2 separate regions of the Hordeum vulgare genome follow, and region 1 is linked to region 2. The links are chromatin contacts, called in public Hi-C maps. All regions are on one chromosome and are shown on one strand. The core of a region is the stretch at or near the end of the contact, and the rest is flanking DNA. Distances in the headings are between cores, read along the strand shown.

The links. A called contact is a pair of places that touch in the nucleus more often than the background predicts.
Region 1: a Hi-C map of leaf shows a contact between it and region 2, with 2.5 times the contacts expected there. The contact joins the promoter of LOC123404411 here to the enhancer-like site in region 2. A contact is called at or near these places in 3 of 6 Hi-C or Micro-C datasets (leaf and seedling).

Annotation. Positions count from the first base shown.
Region 1 is chr1H:10,096,762-10,100,078 of MorexV3_pseudomolecules_assembly, reverse strand. LOC123404411 (protein NRT1/ PTR FAMILY 6.2) reads right to left here and starts at 1,868. Exons shown (of 2, transcript XM_045098337.1): 1 at 1,729-1,868; 2 at 1-1,602. The coding sequence starts at 1,731.
Region 2 is chr1H:10,046,098-10,049,227 of MorexV3_pseudomolecules_assembly, reverse strand. No RefSeq gene overlaps it. Among protein-coding and RNA genes, the nearest start is that of LOC123404411, 51 kb to the left of the region's middle. Within about 2 kb of position 1,722, at least 2 of the 3 cell types and tissues checked have open chromatin away from gene starts, as enhancers often do. A contact at or near this core is called in leaf, where this site is marked.

The DNA of each region.
Region 1 (3,317 bases), core at 619-3,118, 51 kb before region 2:
GTAGAAGTAATCGAGGCGGCTGTGATTGATGGTGTCACCGAGCCATGTGGTTGCGCCCCTGACGAGAGAGACGAGGGCGCTGCTGAGGAAGAAGCCGAGGGAGAGCGTGGTGAGGAAGAGGCCTGTGCTCATGGTCTTCATGCCCTTGGGCGACCGCGTGATGAAGAAGTCCAGCTGCCCCGTGTAGATGAACGCCTCGCCCGCGCCCACCAGGAGGAACTGCGGAATCAGCATGAACACGGTGATCGGCAGCGCCGTGCCGTTCATGGTGGTGGCCGTGGAGGCGACGGTGAGGCGCTTCTTCTCGGTGACGGCGGCAGCGACCATGCCGGCGATGGACAGGACCAGGCCGATGCCGATCTTTTCGAGGTTGGTGAACCCCGGCCGGCCGGTGAGGTTTCGGCATAGAGGGATGAATACGCGGTCGTAGACGGCGAGGGTCAGCATGATGGCGCCGACGAAGAAGACGGTGAGCGATGCGGCTGGGATTTCGAAGCCGCCGATGCGCCGGTCCATTGTGGTCGCCTGCTCCACCGAGAAGGTGATCATCTGAGCGTAGATGGTCCAGAACAAGATGGTCGTCGCCCAAACCGGCATCAGCCTCGCCACCATCTTTACCTCCTCCACGCGGGACACCGAGCACAGCTTCCAGGGGTTCGGTGTGGGCCGCCCGTCTGGCCCCATCTCGTTGTCCTCCTCACCGGCCATCACCGCAGCGCTGTCCAGGCACCGGAACTGGTCGGTGTGGTGGATCCTGGCGTGCTCGGGGCGGTCCTCATAGAGCGCGGCGGCAGTGTGCGGCTGCTTGAGGCCGCGCTTCCGGGCGGCAGCGACGAGGACTTGGAGGATGTGCACGACCGGGCTCCCGGAGCTCCGTTTGTACCGGTACCTCTTGGTGCCCGAGAGGAAGACCGCGATGGCGATGAGCATGGCGCCAGAGCAGAGGCCGTAGGCCCAGCTCCGGCCGACATGGTCCTGGATGTAGACGAGGAAGGTGACGGCGAGAAGTGTGCCTAGGCTGATGAAGAAGAAGAATCGGTCGAAGAAGTATCCCATGGCGGCACGCTCGCGGTCGTCGCGCTCGTCAAACTGGTCGGTGCCGAAGCCGGAGACGCTGGACTTGAGGCCGCCGGTGCCAAGCGCGATGAGGTAGAGGCACATGTACAGCACGCCCATCTGCAGGCCCGTGGCCTCCTCGGACGGTGGTGGCCGGAGCTGGTGCACGGTCGTGGACACCGCGAGGAGTCCGGTGCCGAGTGCTTGGACGAGCGCGAAGATGGCGATGGTGAGGTAGCGGCCGAGAAACGCGTCGGCGAGGAAGCCGCCGAGGAAGCATAGGAGGAAGGAGGTGCCCATGAAGTCGGTGACGACGTTGGCGGAGTCGGCGCTGGGCAGGTGCATCGTGTCCGTCAGGTACGTGACGAGGTTCACCGCGATTCCCATGGTGGCCAGCCGCTCGCAGAGCTCGATCCCGACCACGGATGCCGCTCCGAGCCAGCTGCCGGTGCTGGACCTGTCGGCCGGGCAACCCCGGTAGTCCACCGCGTCCTGAACCAGGTTGCCGTCCTCGCTCCACGACCTCTCAATCTCCATTTTTCCACCCTGCACAACACGTACGTCCAAACACACAAGAGCAATTAATTAGGATAACATGCGTGCATGCATGCTTGCAAATCTTGGGCAATTATTTCATGCACAAATTCACATTTCGTGATATCAATCACGAACCATTTGTGGTAGCTAGCTAGCTTGAGGTCGAACGAACAAGGACAAGATGTATCGATCGATCCTTGCAGGAGAATATACTAGTGGAAGAAGAAGACGACTGCTAGTGCTTGCAAGTTCTTCGCTTGCTGGATCGACGACCTCGGGATCTTCCATTTATAGGCGCGCATACTACGTACACGATCACAAGCGATGGAGAGGGACGCGCACTAAAAAAAGCCTGGATCTTTCTCTCCATCTCTTTATGCCGGTGCTGGTGGCAGCCAATGGTGGTAACACAAAATAATGTATATACGCGTATTATTATATTCAGCTGTTAGCTAGATGGTCACTGGAGGAGAAACTGCTGATCCCTGAGACGTGGAAACTAAGGAAAGTGAGCTGTTTTGGGGATGAGAAGAGGGAGTTCAGCTCGCATGAAATGTTCTAGGAGTTTCAACAGCATCTACAATGGGGCCCTTCATCCCCACTAACGATCACAATAATGCAGATAAGATAGGCTAGCAACGGAGGAGAGAGGAAGAGGGGACTTGCAAAGGCACCTACCTCCACCTGAGTGTGGAGATCAGGACTAGGGACAAAGCAAAGGATCATGGTGTTGATCTGTCCACCTTTTTGATTTTTCACATGCCAATTCTTCAGATTCATTATACATCCACTCGGTGTGAAATTGGTTGGTAATGTCCTTGGATGTCGATCCACTTAGTTTTAAGCATACCAAATCTTTTGGGGACCAATGGTGCAAGCCTTGTTTGGCTCAAAACATTTATAGAACACATAAACAAGAATATAGAAATCATATACTCCCTCTGTTCCTTAATATTTTTTTTTTTTAGAGATTTCATTAGGAGACTACATACGGAGCAAAATGAATGTATCTACGCTCTAAAGTGTGTCTATATACATCCGTATGTAGTCCCCTGGTGAAAACTCTAAAAAGACTTATATTTAGGAACGGAGGGAGTATTATATTAGCCCTACTAACTTTCCTTCAAGGACTTCCGAGACCCTGTGGTGTGACTGAGTATCAGATGATCCTGTAGCATCTAAGCTGATGTGCTCCAGCACGAGTTCACACGTTGGATCCTCGAAGCCTTGGACTTGGATGTGATTATATGACTCATCAACGGTGTTTTTGTAAATATTTATAGCTCCCGTAGGACCTAATGCCAGGTGCTCCAGTAAGAGCTTAGCCGTTGGTTCTAAGATCCTACGAGAAAACCACCCTTCAGGAGTCATGTAGTGAAAGAAACTTCATGGGCTCCTGTTTAAGCATGACATCTCCCATACCTTGGATTCATTGTCTTGAGAATTCTTGCTTTAGCTGCTCGCCGTTCAAGGTTTTGGTAGCCGTTGGAATGGTTGGATCGTTGCCTTGTTACCACTGCAAGCACAAGAATTAGGGTAAGCAGATATCTCTTTGACTGCATCAACCACAAGCGAGGCCTTAGACAAGGCCAAAGACCCGTTATCTCCCATGCGTTTCGTGTTGGCTATGCATTTTGTTGTCAGATTGCTTAACTTGGGGCAGTCCAAGCAAACTCTTTCCAAGCTTGGCTAACAGTTGATCAAGCATAGAACTGCTCTTTATG
Region 2 (3,130 bases), core at 473-2,972:
TATATATATATCGCTATTCGTCACTCTGGATGAGAAATAATTATTCTTCACTCCCTCTGTTTTAATATCAATGCACCGTAATTTTACGTTCCGTAAATTTTATCTTATTTTATACGTAAAACGTGGCTGTAAAAAAAATATAACCAATATAAAAATATTTTATATCACGTAAAATTACGAACATACAAAAATAGTGCAAAAAATACAAAAAAATTAAATTTTTCTGGTATTATAACCTATATTTTTGTTTTTCTTTTGTCAAATTTTTACATAGTGATTCAATATAAATGTAAATATTTGTATTTAAAATTTAAATTATTTGTAAATTGATCGTACGATTATCTCGGGTGAAGAATAAATTATTATGCACCCTGAATGATGAATAGAGTTTATATATGTATATCTTGTGAAGACCCATGAGTTTTACATGCATGAGTTTTTTTCCTTAAGCCAATTAGTACATTATTTTTTCTCTGATATGAACAGTAATGCCTAACATTAAAAAGTTGCAATCAAGGACGTGTTTATTGCACAATATTGTGGATGCACAAATTAGTGGAAGCAGGCGCCACTTGGTGGCCGTGATGAACTTGTCGGTACCTACCTACCTATATGTATATCTTGTGAAGACCCATGAACAGAGTTTTGCACCGATCAATATATGCATACCTTCCTGTTTCCAAAAACAAATATATGATGGGCCTATATCAAGTGATTTGGACGACCTGACTAAAAAATTTAAAACGCAGAAGCTCAGATAAGATATATGGGAGCCAGGAATATAACTGTTGAAACCATAGGTTGTGACCATGAACGTGTGTATTAGAGCATCTCCAACAGGCGATCAAAAAATGCTCCGCACGTTAAAAGATTCATTTTTTGGACGCCGGATAGCGCCAACAGACGTTGTAAAACAGTATGCGCGCTAAAAACTTTTGGGCGCGTGCAGCATATTTGGTGCGCCGGCTTGCGCGCGTAGCAAACTCTGTGTTGCTGCCGATGGGGTCGTTGGATAGGGCTGAATTGGACGCCCCACTAACACGCGTCTGTTGGAGATACTTCGATCCCCGCGCTTTAAAAGTGCTACAGTGACACGCTAAAAAAATTATTGGATGCGATATTTTTGTGCAGCTATTGGAGATGCTCTTAGTTAGGCCAATGAAGATGCATGCGTATGGTAGGGGTCCAAGTCCTTTTCCCTGTCAGTAGTCAGCGCTCCGGCCGGGAGCTTGGAACCCAGTTGACCTATCTCATCTCACCACCTGCCTGCCATACAGGATGAGGCTAGCTAGTAAAGGAACATGGCATGAGCAGAATCAGAACAGGAGATTGGAAAGTTCAGTTTCTGTTGCTCCATTCGGCTAGTAAAGTGTAGTATTAGTGATCTAAAGAAAGCAAGCTCGTGCCAGCTGGTCCCAAGTGCCTCAGTAAAGTCATATTGCGAGCCATCGCTTAATTTGTCCAAAGGGCTGATTGCATTATAGGCAGACGAACTACCATACGGTATATTCCCTCCATCTCCTTCACAGCAACTTTGAGCTTTTCCCCGCCAAGAAAGGGGCAACTAATTTGAGCTTTCACAGATCAATGGCACTTTAATTGACAACTCCAAATGACTAGTCACAACTGCCTGATGAGCATGCAGTGAACTTGTTCTAGGAGACTTCTCGCTACTCAGGAGTGGGGAGAAAAGGTAAGTGCATGTGGATAGATGGCACCTCCTTGTCAGGATCAGATCAGATCATTGTGAGAGCAAATCACCAAAAGCTACGGTGGTAGAGGCTCATTGGATGAAAACAAAAGAAAAGAGATATATGTGCACATATTTGATATGCATGCTTGTAGTTGACATTTCTGTATGCATATGATTGACTCTATCTGATTATTCCACCGGGCCAATTTGTGGTGCTACTCTTCTTCCTTCCACATCAGCTGGTGATTGTCTGGCTGGTGTACATATATGTGTTGGCCAATTTGTGGGGCAAGAGTTATCTCTTATCTACACACACTAAACTTAATTATGCTATGTATGACTCAGCTGGGCATTAGGTGTCGGTAGCTAGAGATGGCCGGATAGATGACAAAAAAAAGTAGAGGGATAAGGCAGGAGCAGCATGGTGCTCCTGCATGTCTCTGCTGCGCTGTTCCCCTCCTTTTCAGCTCGAAATTATAATCACTAGCTTATCAGATGCCTACATACCATGTGAAAATAGATCATCAAATCCATTCGATTATGTACCTGAGGCTCCTTTGCATTGACGTGTCCATGCCCCACTGGACCATACCTACCAACATATTTGTTCTGCATGCCTATGGTCACCATACCACTGCTAGTATTTATCCATCAGGGCCATAAGACTCGAAGGTGATGTTAATGGTAAATCAAGGGTTGTCAATGGGAAGAGACTTAATTATCATAGTGCCGTGATCCAGTATGAGTGGAGGTAAATCAAGGCTTGTCAATGGGAAGAGACTTAATTGTCTATATAAACGTTGATGCGCATCATTATATATCAAAGAATGGATCTATAATTTAAGGGAAACACTTCATATCTATAGTATGATACGATACAATCCTCAGACCTGACGACTGTCGTTGATATGATTGGGATCTCACGGTCACAACTTGCTTCGTACAAAAAAAATCCTCGGCGAGCTAACCATCCGCACGGCCGAAATCCCCGTACGTAACCTCCGCCCTAATCGCTCGCCCCGTATATCCCTCTCCCCTCCTCCTGTCGCCAACAACCGCTCTGCATCGTCCTCACCGTCCTACATTCCTCTCATCTCGCATGTCTCCTCGTCGCTGACGCACCGCCCATGCCCGTCTCACAGCTATTTCGTTTGATCCATGTCAGCCACATCTATCTCTGGATTGGACAAGATGCGCCTCCCTGGACGGTGTTCACTTGTTCATATTCTTGCAAGTGCCCTGCAGCTGGTTGACGACGAGGTCTCAAAAGGCCGTGCTAGTTTCATTCTCATATTGTTTAGTTCTGATCCATATGCTAACATCCATGGTTCTCTTGACTCTTGGTTATGCTTCTATTGTACTGAAGTCTGATGGATACAAGGCCGCCATGCTTCTTTGCTTTTCACATATGTCTGTTGTAAACATTGATCTACCTTA